Regions from separate parts of the Drosophila melanogaster genome. Here region 1 is linked to region 2. Evidence: chromatin contacts called from public Hi-C data. All regions are on one chromosome and are shown on one strand. Each heading gives the region's core, a stretch centred on a gene start, on an enhancer-like site or on the middle of the called end of the contact. The rest is flanking DNA. Distances are from core to core; before and after follow the strand shown.

Region 1 (6,790 bases), core at 2,976-5,475, 310 kb after region 2:
TAATTTTCTTTGATAGCCAAATTTCTGCGGGTGACCGAGGCTATAAAAAATAATGATTGCAACTTCCTGGCCAAAACGGAAGGGCAAAATTCCAGGCTGCAGGCGCCAATAAATTAAGCTTTATGCGTGGCTAATAGAAAAAAAAAAAGAAATGGGCAGCCACCTGAGTGCGGCGCACATATGCAAATTGTTGTGGCACTTGCACACACACACACACACACTGGCATTCAAGAATACATAAATTACGTGCTTAAGCAACAAAGGGAGAATGGCAGAAAAAGTTGCATAAAAATGTGTAAAAAATACACTATTTTTAAAACGATTTGCATTGCATGAAAGGAACGCATAAAATGGAGCTAGCAACGGGGATGGCGGCCAACGGGCTCTATATGCTCTATATTGAAATAAAAATGGAGAAATTGTGAAATGCAAGGAGGCACATGCCAGCTGCGTCGGTGTGCGACTTTTTAGCATAAACTTGAAGATCTGTGCGACGACAGGGCGTATGCGTAATGCAAGTGGCACAAAGGTTGCCCATATCCTTGTTACTAAGGGCACTTTCCGTCCTGACTTTCTGCCAGCCAACCTTTCGGCTTTATGAGGTGAGCCGTAAAATATGAAACGCTTTTGAGCAGATGCCTTAAAAATGGCAAAGGCTAACAATGGAAAAATCTGATTAAGAGTGAAGTTTATGCGCAATGGAGTGGTTTGAAAAATCAAGGCTCTTTTACAGTGTACAATGTACAATTTTCATTGCTCATTGCAATGGAAATATTACAAGAAATATGAATTTGTATTACAATATATATACCCTTTAATTTACTTGCATTCTTATGCAATAGAATGCTGGCTTTAATTTGAAAACTTTCTAATTGAAGTGCTATCGAATTTAAAAGACACACTCTTAGGCACTCATTTTTAATTTTAATTGGACTCCATTTAACGCAATTTGGTTGAACAAGACTTGTTAGCAGTTTGATTGAGATTGAAAGCTTTTTAAATTTGATTGAATTGAGGCTTGCGGAATGCACGTGCAAATGAAGAGCATTGCAATTTTATGAAGTGTGGCAAAGAAAGTAAAGTAATAGTTTTACCAAATTAAAAATGGATTTCAGTTTGTGTGTTTTATACTTGCTCGCCTCTTAAATGGATTATGTAATTTTTGATGACTACTTATGAAGTAACATTGTTTGCACTCGAATGTTTTTATTGTTCGTTATCCCAAAGGTAAAGGGAAACTCCAGTGCACTTGCTGTGTGGTCTGTTTTGGCCAACTTCTTGGACGTCTTAGTGTAGTTTTCAAGCAGATTGCTGTGTCATGTGTCCAATTGCATCAGCCAGCCGGGTTGAATATCCTGTCAGCTGCTGCGAGGTGCCACATCAATCAGGATGCAAGTGCTCCAACTGAGCGGAAAGGACTCGAGAATCCCGGGAAGAAAGGCTGATGGAACAGCTGCTGCCATTGTCTATTTGCCGGATTGCATTTTTCAGCAAACTTAATTAATTCTCCGGCTCGAGCTGTAGAGTTCGTAATAACAGCAATCATAATGGTAATGGGTCATGATGAGACAGCAGGCAGGCAGGCAGTAGCTCATTGAATTGGCAGGGCCATAAATTGCATCGACCGCTTGATTTATGGCCAACAGCCATGTGCAAGCCGCCCAAGGCCTCCTCCTAATTTGGCACTTAAATGCAGGGACGTGCGTGGGCCGCCTACTCACGGGTTGACTTATGTCCAAGTTTTCCCGTTTCCACTCTCCCATCCCTTGACTCTTCCCACTGTATTCCCGATTTTCTCAGCTTTTCCCGCTTTTCCCGGGTAGGCATATGCACACGTCCTCGCTAGCGATTCCCATCACGCGCCGCAAAATGGTGTTACGTGTTTGCCGCCTCGGATACTCTGGTGACTGGAGTCCACCGCATCATTGCCATCTTGCAACTCCCGTGCGAATTAAGTGAGTCAGAGATGGTGCTCTGCTCAAAAAAGCCATTCTAATTTCCTGCTGGCTTAAGAAAACTTTCATTTTATTATTGGAATAATTATGAAAACATATTCACTACAAAATAAAATGGTTTCGCAGTTGTAGAGCATTTTTATTAAATACTAGCTAGCTACTTCATCATCGCTGGAGGGCTGTTGTCAGTTCCCGCTGCCCCTTTGGTTGCCCCTTTCAAACGGCGCCTGTGTGCTGCTGGCATATTCAATAATTGGCGCCCCTGGTTATGGGGGCTTCCGTGGTGAGGGGTGGTAGTGGGCGCTGGTGGGGATGCTCATAGTTTGACGTGCCGCCGGAAAGGATGCTGCATTAAATTCCGCGCGTTTCACATCAGCGCAGGCTCTGCAAATTACTGCGAAAATTGATTCACAGGCGGGTGGCGGGAAAACGGAGAAAAAGAGCACATCAGCTAACGAAAAAATCATTGATAGTTATGCCTGTGTGGTTTTTTCACACGTTTACTGCGATTTTTTATGTGGGTGCAGCTGGTGATTTTGCGTGAATTTGTGCATTTTGCACTCGTTAAAAAAAGATACAGTTTATGGCAGTTTTGTTTTTAGAAATAGAAGTTGGCTTTAAGCATATTTAAAGCTAAAAATAACGTTTTATGATAAATAATAATAATAAATTACTGCCTATATTGACCATTGATGATGGTTTTATCAATTATTAACTAATTTTGAATGGATTATCGCGACGGTAACATAAATTATTATGTTTAAAATAATTTTTGGAATAGATATAATAACTAAATAATTATCCTGGGGTGAATTAGGCAGATTTTATCCGCTGTTACATATGTAATGATATATTCAAAGTACTACACTAAAGATATACCCTATAATAACAAAGTGAAAATTTGAAATTATTTCGTGCGTTTTTATGTGGTTTGCCCATTAAAATATCTAAAACAACGGGGCACAATTTTGCGCAAATTATTTATAGATTTCTATTGCTATTGTATTTAACACATAAATATATTATCTATTTTTTTGTTATTGAACAATCATTCAAGCTGCGTATTCAATTGGCATCTGACTAAATTTAGAAAATTCTTTTTCCGATTCCATTGAGCGTTACTTGCACCTTAATGAACTGCCAATTGCGCGTTGTTCAATGCTCACTACTCTACCAATTGGATTGGAGCTTTGGTTCACCCCCTCCCACCATTTTCGCTCTTATTTTCACTGTTTTTTTGCATTCACTCTAATTGAATTGTTCGCCGGTGCAATTTAATTTCTGCGCAAATGCAAAAACAAAAGGCAAAGACATGCACTCTGGGGAAAAAGGTAAAGAACGCCGGTAGGTGGCTAAGGGGAAGGTAGCTAAGGAGGAAGGGGGAAGAGGATCCAACCGGTTTGCAAATGGTTGCAAGGTCACATGGGGAGTGGGGGCGTGGCAAGGGGCTGTGGCGGTTGCAGAAGTAACAAGTGTTTTTCGGCTGACGGCAACAAGGAAACGACAATGAGAAAAACGTGAAAGGTAACAGATGCGTAAAATAATCGCTCCCCAACAAAATGAAACAGTGGCGTGCCAAGAATTTCAAAAAGGGTTTCCAGTTTTTGAATTTCATTTGTAGCTCCACAAATCGATCTATCAAAAACCGTAAAAGATCATACGAATTATCATGGTACTCTTAATCTTAATTTTAAGTTTCGTATATCACTTTTTTAATTGACTGCAAAAGGGCATTAGGGGGTTTAAATTTGATTGAGAAAACTAGAAACAAACAAATAGCAAGACCGGCAAGTATATTATTTTACGATATTGTTTTACGAAATGTTTACTTTCATTAACGTAAATATTACCAGACTGCTCCCCATCGAATCATCAGTCTTCTTCTCTCACAACAGCCACCACCTTTGATTTTCATTCTTGAGCAGTTTTTATACACCGAGTCGAAAAAATAGTTCTGGTTTTTGAAGATATTTAGATATTTATATTAGAATTGGCTCTATCAAACAATATGCTAAATATTTTATTATTGTAATAATTTTGGAAATCTGCTTAAAAGATATTTTGCTTAAGAAAAAGGTTACTAAATATGTTCGCTTTGCATACATTTTTAGGTTCTTATAAATGTCGACAAATTTGAATAGTTTTATGAACACTACACGATTTTCCGCTGGTGTAGCCGAAGGGTTTAGAGAACGAAGACGAGCGCATAAAAAAGAAATAACAGTGTGAAACAAAACCAAACAAAACAAAACAAAGTGAATGCCGAAAGAAGAGGCTAATTAAAGAGATCGAAAGCACAGAACGCTGTTCGAATCGAATGCCATCAGTCCAAATCGAATCGTTGCCGCGAACGCAGCTCTCTTCAAAAGCGGAAAAAATATTTAAAAAAATATATAGTTCAACCGATCGATCGTGCGAGAAAAACGACATTGACATTCAAGCGGGCGCGCTAATTGATCCATTGGAAGCCCCCTTAACGCCCGGGTCAAGTGCTCTCAATTGGAAGTGTCAGGTGGCAGCATGGGGCATCTGCACCCCGTTCCCAACCCCCTTCCGATCCCCATCTCGATCGCAGTTCCGTTGATACTGCTGTTTTTGGGCGCCTCATCGCCGGTTTTGGCCAGTTCCGATGATCAAACCGCCTGCGGATCGTTGGAGATAAATAAGATTGCGGACCTGCGGAAACTGCAGAACTGTACTCATGTGGTGGGTCACGTTCGACTGGCCTATGTGGATCTGACGGATGTATCCGGCAACTACAGCCTGGATTCGCTGGCCAGCAATGTGACCGAGATCAGTGACTACCTAATGGTGTATCGCTGCACGGGTCTGATCAGCCTGCAGTCGATATTCCCACGGCTGCGTATCATTCGTGGGCAGGAGCTCCTCTTTGATCAGTACTCCCTGGTGGTCTACGAGAATCGCAATCTCAGGGAGCTCGGCCTGGTGGAGTTATTGCGCATCCAGAGCGGATTCATTCGCGTCGAATCGAATCCCTTGCTGTGCTTCGTGGAAACCGTCGATTGGATATATCTAATGGGCAATGCCACTCGGCAGCACTTTTCCCTTAAAGTGAGTGAAGATATACTTGGGCATATGTTCCTTGATATTAAGCAAATATTGGATAAATAACTTTTTTATTAACCATAGCACAACAGACCGCAAAGTCAGTGCCCTTTGTGTGGTAGCCTGTCAGCGGACTTCGAGTTCATCCGGAACTCCTCGGAGCGCTGCTGGAACGTGAATACGACACAACTTCGCCCCCAACCGCCCAGACTTAAGGACTGCCCCATTGCATGTGGCCTAAACGGATGTGATAGTGCGGGCAAATGTTGTGATCACAACTGTGTAACTGGTTGCTATTCCCAAAACTGCTCCCTTTGTGCAAACTACCAGGGAAGAATGGGATGTGTCAATCAGTGTGTCGCCAGCTATGAATTAAACAAGAGGAGGTGCATCGGTCACAGGGAGTGCCGGGAATTGGGAAGGATTCCCCTGATACGCGGCTATCAGTGTGTGAAAAAGTGTCCGGGAAACCAGAAAGAGATTTTGGTCGCCAAGGGCATCATCCACTGCCAGGTGGAGTGCAACGGCGATTTTCACGTGAAGAGTGCTGCCGACCTGGAAGTTTTACAAGACTGTGTGACGATCAATGGTTCACTTACCATCGAACTCACCAATATTAAAGGTGTGTTTCATATCATATATGATATCTGTATAATTTACTTACATAATACATTTTCCAGAAAAAATTGTAGATGCCTTGGAAAATGCGTTGGCCAGTGTTAAAGAGATCACTGGGTATCTGAAGGTCATACACTCTGCACAGCTGATGTCGCTCACATTTCTTCAGAATTTGGATGCCATAAGAGGGGATAAGCTGGTGGAAAACAAGTTAGTTTGAGAGGCAAGGATTGTATTGAAATTCTAATAATATTATTTATCTCATTTTCAGATACGCCCTGTATGTAGTGAATAACTACCATTTGGAGCACATTTGGCCACCCAATCACCTGGTGATCATTCAGCGCGGTACACTATTCTTTCACCTGAATCCCCGCCTGTGCTACGAGAAAATCCATCAGCTACAGGGCTCCCTGAAAAGCGGAGAGAATATATCCGTGGCAGATGTATCCCCCAATTCGAACGGCGAACGCGTGATTTGTGGCGACGCGGTGCGCTCCCTCAATCCCAAAGTGGAGGACCTAAATTCCACTGCGGTACGCATCATCCTGGACTACATGGACTGGGAGGGTATGGAAACGCTAATAGGATATTCGTATCACTACAAGGAAGCCCCGGTGCAAAACGTGACTATGTACGATGGTCGGCATGGTTGCGGTCATGACAAGTGGGTGTGGACTCCTCGCCCTCACCAAGTTTACCTACAGTGATTCTGTTTATAATTTTCCAGCTGGCTGATGGACGTTGTGCCCAACCAGAGTCGACGTCATGTGATAAGCGGTCTGAAGCCCTACACACAGTATGCGTATTTCGTGAAGACCCTCACCAGAACCGAATATCATATTCAGATAGATGCCTACTCAAAAATCGGCTACTTCCAGACGCTACCGGATAGGCCAAGTCCTGTGCTCCGAATATATGGCAGTTCGGAAATCAGTTCCCAGATTGTAAGTACTTTTCAAAATATATCTCTCAGCTTAAAAACTTGTTCATTTCCAGCTTCTTCACTGGTGGCCACCGAGGCGTCCAAATGGAGTCATTAAAAATTATTTTGTGACCGCCGAAAAGTACAATGCTACCAAGGAAGCAAAGGACAAAAATTATGTGAATGTTGAGTTGGAAAATGCTAAAGACATCGATTGTGAGTGCGC
Region 2 (7,443 bases), core at 2,168-4,667:
CGCCACTCTATCAGACCGACAAATTCAGCCAAGAGTGCTCGCAACTTTTGGAAAACCAACTGGGCAATGACTACGTACTGCAGCCCTCCAATGTGCCGGTGGCCCAGGATGATGGCAACTATTTGTTCCAGCCATCGAATAGACCCGTGGAGGAGCCCCTCCGGTTAAATCGGTGCACCAACAGACAGCCCGGATATGGAACACTGAAGCGCAGTGCCAGCGACGCATCCGCCGCCAGTCACACAAGATCCAATGCCGACGATGAGCTGGCCGAGATTATGCACGATTTTAAGAACAACGTGCTCTCCATTCGGGACGTGGAAGTGCTGGTGGAACGCTGGAAGCACCGCAACGATGTACAGCAGAGCTTCCGGGAGAAACAGGATCAGATCGACCAGCTGCGACGCGAGTACGAGCGCATCCAGGAGCAGGTGAAGTCTCATCTGAAGCGCGAAACGCCTTTCGAGCGGATCAAGAAGTTCTTCTTGCGATCCAAGACACCTGGGGGAAACGACAGCCTGCTGGACGAGACCAAGTCATCGATAGCCACAAGCTGTAGCTTCAAGTCCGCGGGGGGCGTGAGCTCCAGCGCAGGAGCTGGACGTCCCATCAGTTCGCTGAGCCTACAGAGTGTGTCCAGCTCGAGTTCCTCCTCCGGCAGACTAAGCACCGGCAGCAATTGCAGTGGTGCCTCGCTGGGAGATTCGGGTACCCACTCGGATCACGAGGATCGTCGCTTCCCGCACTGCCGGATGATGGACAACTACATGGTGCCACCGACACCGAGACCCGTCTTTACGCCCAGCTCAACGCCCGGTGATGAGCGTCATCAGATTGTATTCCCCTCGCCCATGTCCAGTTGCCAGCGCTTGAACACACCCACCAGTCCCACGGGATCCGAGCACTACCAAATGTTCCCCTCGAACATACCCGTGTACGGCAGCCAGCCACTGGTTGGATCCCAGAGCAGCAACTACCTGAACACCATCATGGAGGCCAAGGAGCAGGCGGAGACACAGCACTACCAAAACCAGAACGGAGTCACCCTGCAGCCCATTAAGCTGAACGAGCGATCGAACATCATCTACGGCAAGCTAACCAAGAGCAGCTCCGCCAGCGGATGCAGCTCCTTCAAACCCAAGCAGATCCCAGTACCATGTCCCCAGGTGGGCAGCATCGAGGTCCAGGCCGAGGTCTACCAGAATGTGGGTGACGTTGCTCCGGAAAAGGACTCCAAGGCAGAGGAGGAAACGCCAAACTACATGAACTGCTAGGCCATCCCAACGACACATATTGTAATCGAAAGATTCGAAAGATTTTCATATATTGGTATTCGTTCGATTTACATGCGAGATTTGAATTTTGATCGAAATCGAAATCCTTAATATTTGCTTAGTCTGTAAGCTCATCCATTGCATACTAAATGAAAGGATAAAATGAGTATGAACTAGTTATCGGTATTCTAATTATATGTTTAAGATATTCGAAAGAGTGCCTTGGGCCTTTGAAGTTTTTGAAACGGAAATTGGACAGTTAGAACATCAGAGGTCTCAAGATCACTTCGGATTACTTGTATTATCTCTGTAGTCTTCGGTTTCAGCGACTAATTGTACATTTGTGAAACGATTGCAAGCAACCAAATCAACATATCGCTAGCCTTTAAGTATAGATCCTAAGTCGATACCAACAAACCAAGCAGCTGACATATCAACGCGATTCATTCAACTCTAGGAATACCCACCCCATTTAGCGCTAAGATACCCACCTTTGGCATGCCGCTAAGCATGAAAAACTCGTTCATTCTCGACTCCTCAACCCGCAAAGTTAAACGCAATAAATTTTTTTATATATAAGCAAAGTCAAACCTATTTTCATTTGCACGTGCGAAGGACGTGATGTTTGGTGTGGCAGGACTTGTGGGAGGCAAAGTGTCCGTGGCGAACAGGAAATCGTGCGGAATCCCTTGCAACACGCAAAACGGGATTGCAACTGCCAACGTAAATTTCCCTTTTTTCGGAAACAAACGCAAGCTTTCATTTATGCTGACTGGAATGAGTTTTTCGCGCTTTCGCCCAAATAGAAAAGCGAAATGGAAAAGTGGAACGAGTTAAATAACACAAATGCTTGTAGATCTTTTTTCTGCTGACAATCTAATGGCCGCTTAGGGATTAATGCTAGCTGCAAAAAAAATTAGGAATAGCATTAATTCAGCTTATGACAGTCGGAAATTGTAATGGAAGTTTTTGGAGCACTGCTTAAACAAAAATTATTGCACCAATCATCCCTTGACCTTTTTGATTGTTGCAAATGTGCAAGGACCGTAGTTGAAGGACAGCACAAGCACATTTTTTCAAGAGTTCAAAATGGCATTCTTTGCATTACACATCACAATATTTAATATTCAGATTAAAAATGATATTTACTGCACCAATACCAGGGAGATTTAATTTTGTTCCTCCCCCAAAAGCATGCCACAAAAATGCTGAAAAGCGAAATGCGGAAACCTCATAGGAGTACTCAGTACCCAGCATCCATCCTCGTCGGGCTGCCTCCAGCATCCGCCACTCGAGGGCATACATGGATCCATATATGCAGTGTAGCTGAGGAACAAAAAAGAATACCATAAATGTATAAGCAAGGATTCGCACTAAGCCGGCATCTCTTAATTCACACTCAATGGGCCGCAAAAATCTCTCGCTGCGCTCCCGTTGCGTACGCTCTGCATAGTATTTTTCCCAGCTGGCTTGCCACTCGCGTTGCATGAACACCCACACTAACACTGATAAATCTATACCTTCACAAAAACACACACACACAGAGACGGAGGGCAGACAACATGGCCACAATCAGTCGGCCATCAGTCTTTGGCCTGCACCATTTCCGTATCCGCTCCGCTCTGTTGTTTGTTTTGTTTCTCTGCTGTAACACAGCGATAGAGTTACAGAGAGAGCGAGAGAGAAAGAGCTTTGTAAGAGCAGAGCTTTTATATGAAAGGTTTACAATATTCAAAATACCATTAAACTTACAAAGATGCTAACATTTAATTTTGAAATAATTTAATACATAATAAATGAATAACTAATTAGTTATAAAAAATGGGGTTGCAACAATCAGTGGCTTGTTTCATTGTATAATTCTGTATTAAAACACAGAAAAATACAATGTATTATCTAAAGTATATATATTTATAGGAACGTATGGTCATTACTGAGAAAACAAAACTCTCCAAAAAACCATTTCATTAAAAATTAGCTGAAAAGTACTTCATCATACCCCTCACTGCATACAGGGTATTCAAAAAAGTGAGAGCAAAGCGCGTTGAGAGAGAGAAAGCTGGCAAAAGAGAGCGGGAGAGAGCCGAAAGCTTTTACTTGAGCAAGGTAAAAGCGAACAAGTGTGTATAAAAAGGACATTTCGTTCAGTCGTCGACTTTGTTAATTAAGCGAAACTGCGACGCAAAAAAGCGGAACAAATTTTCTTTGGCCACAGAGAAAAACGTTTCCATTTTCCGCTGCAACAAATTATTTAAAAAGTAAAACATACTGTTTGTCGTTTACTTGCATAAAAAACAATCGTGCATCTGAAAATTGTGAATGTTAGCGCGTAACCAGTGAACCAAAATCGAAGGACGTGTTTTGTGTGTGTAAGTTTATGCAAAGAAAACACTTGCAACCATTTTTGCAGCTTCAACTGCGTAGAAGCCAAGGAAAACACACGTTAATTACATTATACCCACGCCGCAGAATCTTTGATTCGCTGAAAGTCCTGGGACTCAGTACTAATTAATCCTGGGACTTGCTGCTTCCACAGCTGGGAAAATTCCGAGAGGCTGCAAATGCATTAAGCAGGTGGACGGAACACCGCACACCGTAAATAATTGAAGGTAGGTGAAGTTGCCCTGTCAGCAGGCCAGTGAAACTGATGCCAGATTTCAACCCACATCACCGCCACGAATCCACGCATTAACCTTCGTCCTTGGCGGGAATTGTGTGCTCTTCTGGTCGGCATTTTTGTATATTTTAATTATTTATTTCTGCCACTCGAGAGCGGTTGCCACCCCAGAGTGCTGAGCACTCGAAACTTTCTGCACAGCAACACATTTTTAATGATGTGCTAAACGATCATCTCGAGGCCCATGTAAATTTTCACCTCGAAATGCGGAGCTTAACCCCTTGGGTTTTCATGCGACATATTTGTAAAATGTAGATGCTGGCAAAAGGAAATGCCCTATGGCCGAAAATAATGGAACGATGTTGTTGTCTAATTATTTTATGTTGCTTAGTTAGCTTCCAGTTTCACTGTCTAGAAATATACAAGAATTCACATTTTAGAACTACTTTCTTAAACAATTTAATCTTGTTTTACAAAAGTAATAGGCTTAAGTACGTAGAAATCTTGCCATTTGATAAAAATTATATAGATAGATAGGCATCTATTATTTTTGCCCCATAAGAAGGATAACCCTTGGGGTTATTTTTTTGTTGAGTGCAAAATTGAAACAACAAAATATATCCCCTTTATTGCCAATTGAAAATATAGAACATTATATGTGCATTCTCTTATTACTTTAATTTTGAAAAATACATTTAAAATTGAAGTGTGATGAACGCATATATTGCAGTTTAATATCAATAAACAAAAAGTCTAAAAGTGAAAAATAATTTTTGCAACACTTAAAGCGCCAAACTCTGCAGACTGGTGACTTAGTGCATATAGTATTTTCCGGGTTTGTGACAATCACTTCACTGGTTTTTTGTTTCGGGCTCTTCTTGGCTTGTCACCAGCGTCTTTGGGTCGAGTTGGCGGGCACTCATAAATATTTCAAGAAGTCAAAGCTGGGCTGTGTATGTCTTGTGTGTCCTTTTCCTAGCAAATATGTAAGCAGCCGCAACTTGTTAGCGTGTGTGCCTGTACAAACACTAGCAAACGACAGCGTTTCGGCTTCGCTTTCTGTGTCAGCCAGCGGCTTTTTCATCCTCTTCATCATCTTCTTGGCCAAGAAGACGTCGCATTGTTGCTATAATTTTAATTACCACTTGGGTGACTTTTGCGCCGTGAGTCGGTGAAAAAGAGACTCACTGTATGAGTGAATGAATGAATGAATGGCACAAGACAGGCTGCCGAGTGGAGGCTAGAAAGCATCTGAAAGACAGAGTGTGTATGTGTAGCTCGCATATATAAATTCCTGTTTAGGTATAATGCAGAACCGACAAACAAAAACCCTTGCAATACAATGCGAACAATTTCAGAGAAAAGCCGCATTGTTATGGCAAAGCCACAGGCAACTGGAAAATATTGCGCATACGCCGCGTACGGCTGCCACTCAAAGTTATGCTGCGTATGGGAAATGTTACACACAGCATAATTGCTTATTTGCCGCTTCGGTGGCGATCTAAACCATATTCGGTTTAGACACAGACGAATAGATAACCATCCCCCATCCGCCAAGTATCGATTGTAATTCATACAAAGCCAATGACCACAGCGAACCGCCCAAATGTCCGTCCTTGGGCGTTTTGTTGGCGGGTGGCAGCAAATTAAACTTTCTATAGACAAGTTTTTCGGTCTACAGAAACTTTTTCTTTGCCATATTATAATACCTAAGGAGCGATAAAATATGAGAGAAGCTTCGCAACCAAACGACGTGGCTTGAAATGGGGTTGTATTTGTTTCCATTAAAGTAGATACTTGAAATTTTAGCCATCTACAAGATTTCCCTGGCGAATATTAAAGTACTTTTAGTTTTCTAATACAAGTTTCCTACGAAAGTTTGGAAAGTTTTGGCATATTTAATGTTATGGGTTGTCAATTCAATCGACCGTCATTTTATGAGAGTACTAGTCAAAGTTTATTGAATTTTTTCGACATCCATTCCTCATATTTTCAGATTCCTTTGAAATTCTAAAGCCAATTTCTGCTGGGCTTAGAAAATAAGCATAAAAGGTCACCAAAGCTTACACAAGCCACTTTACATTGATTGGAAGAGCAAAAGTTGCGATGACTATGTAGTTAGCAGTCAAAAGCATAGGAAAGGTACTTTACCATAAGGTACTGTTACCATAATATTTGGGCAACGAATAAAAAAGACAGTTAAATGGCCAACGCTTGGCAGCCGCTCAAAGAGCCGCAAACGTAATTGCAACAGCAGCAATAGCGATAACAACGTTTTTGGGACGATCATTATAATCATGCAATTTGGCCCACGTCCTTTCAAGGACTGGACGCTTTCAGCCAAAGGAAGAAAATATTTACAAAGAATTGTTATTGCAGTTTGCTAAGTCGTTTGACTGTGCTGTCCCATGAGCATATTTATACTCTATCATAAATTCGCCTTTTATTGACAACATTTTGCCAGGCGACACCACAGAACGAAAAACAAACTTTATTCTTCAGGTTTTTGAGGTTTTTAAAGTAGCACATTCGTGAGCTTTAAATAATAACCATACTTTTGGAAGAGGGTTACTTTAAACAGGAGTATTAAACAAAAAATTAGCAATTTATAATTTGATATGCCTTGTTTAAACATAAGGCCTGTAAATATAAATAGATATCAAATATGAAGGTTTATTAAGATAATTAAAAAGTATATGCAAAGGTATGCAAATGTGCTGATACCAAGCTTTACCCATACAGTTTTTTACTCTGCATTTATTGGCCTGACCAGATGGGTTTGCTTGCACTATTTGCCGGCTAAAAAATGTATTAAGCGGAAAACTCATTAACGGCTTGTGTTGTGATTGGCCAATGGCAAGGACCTTGGATTCGGTAGTGTCAGCTCCTTTGGTTGGCCAGTTAGTTAGTTGTTGGCAGGCGATGGAACTTCGACTACATATTGCATGTTGTTTTGGCTCAAATAAGCCCCAACAGGCCGGCAATTTGGCAAACATTCGTATGGGCCTAGCTGGGGATTGGTATCGCAGTCAACCCATTTAAGTGTTTGTTATAAATTATTCGGCGCATTTTCAAACTGGACAACCGAATTGCAGTAACGGCAATGGCTTTTTATGCAATTTTACTGCACTGTGGCCGCCATCTGACCCCATGACGCATTTGCAACATACATACGCTCACTATGTGGCACAAGTGGCTCACGTACATACATAACTTTCCGGTTCGCCGACTCTAGATTTGGCTCAAACAAAACGGGGTTGGTTGCCGTTTAAATTCAGGTACGGCCAACTCTTGGATGGAAATTCAATTTGCCCGCAGACATTTTAATTATGCAAATGAAAATGATTTGAGTACGTAGCCAGCACCTGTTTGTGGTCTCATCATAGACAAAGTTTTCCTATTCAATTCCTTACCACGTCATTGAAAATACCGACAAATTGGCAACTGCTCTTAAAATCACATAAATTGCGGCTTGCGAAAAACTAATTAAACTATCATAAAAGCTATAATTTGTTGATAGCATAATGACAATAATTTATAGTTGTCGATAAA

Evidence for each region. Hi-C and Micro-C count contacts between places; a contact is called where the count stands out from the background.
Region 1: a Hi-C map of the Kc167 cell line shows a contact between it and region 2, with 2.0 times the contacts expected there. The contact joins the promoter of Sdr here to the promoter of CG14853 in region 2.

The regions. Positions count from the first base shown.
Region 1 is chr3R:14,914,403-14,921,192 of dm6, forward strand. Sdr (Secreted decoy of InR) reads left to right here and starts at 4,226. Exons shown (of 7, transcript NM_001300402.1): 1 at 4,226-5,027; 2 at 5,106-5,643; 3 at 5,702-5,849; 4 at 5,911-6,306; 5 at 6,370-6,586; 6 at 6,639-6,790. The coding sequence starts at 4,476.
Region 2 is chr3R:14,606,225-14,613,667 of dm6, forward strand. CG14853 reads left to right here and starts at 3,418. Exons shown (of 7, transcript NM_142119.3): 1 at 3,418-3,883. stumps (stumps,) reads left to right here. Exons shown (of 7, transcript NM_001104322.2): 7 at 1-1,855. The coding sequence ends at 1,274.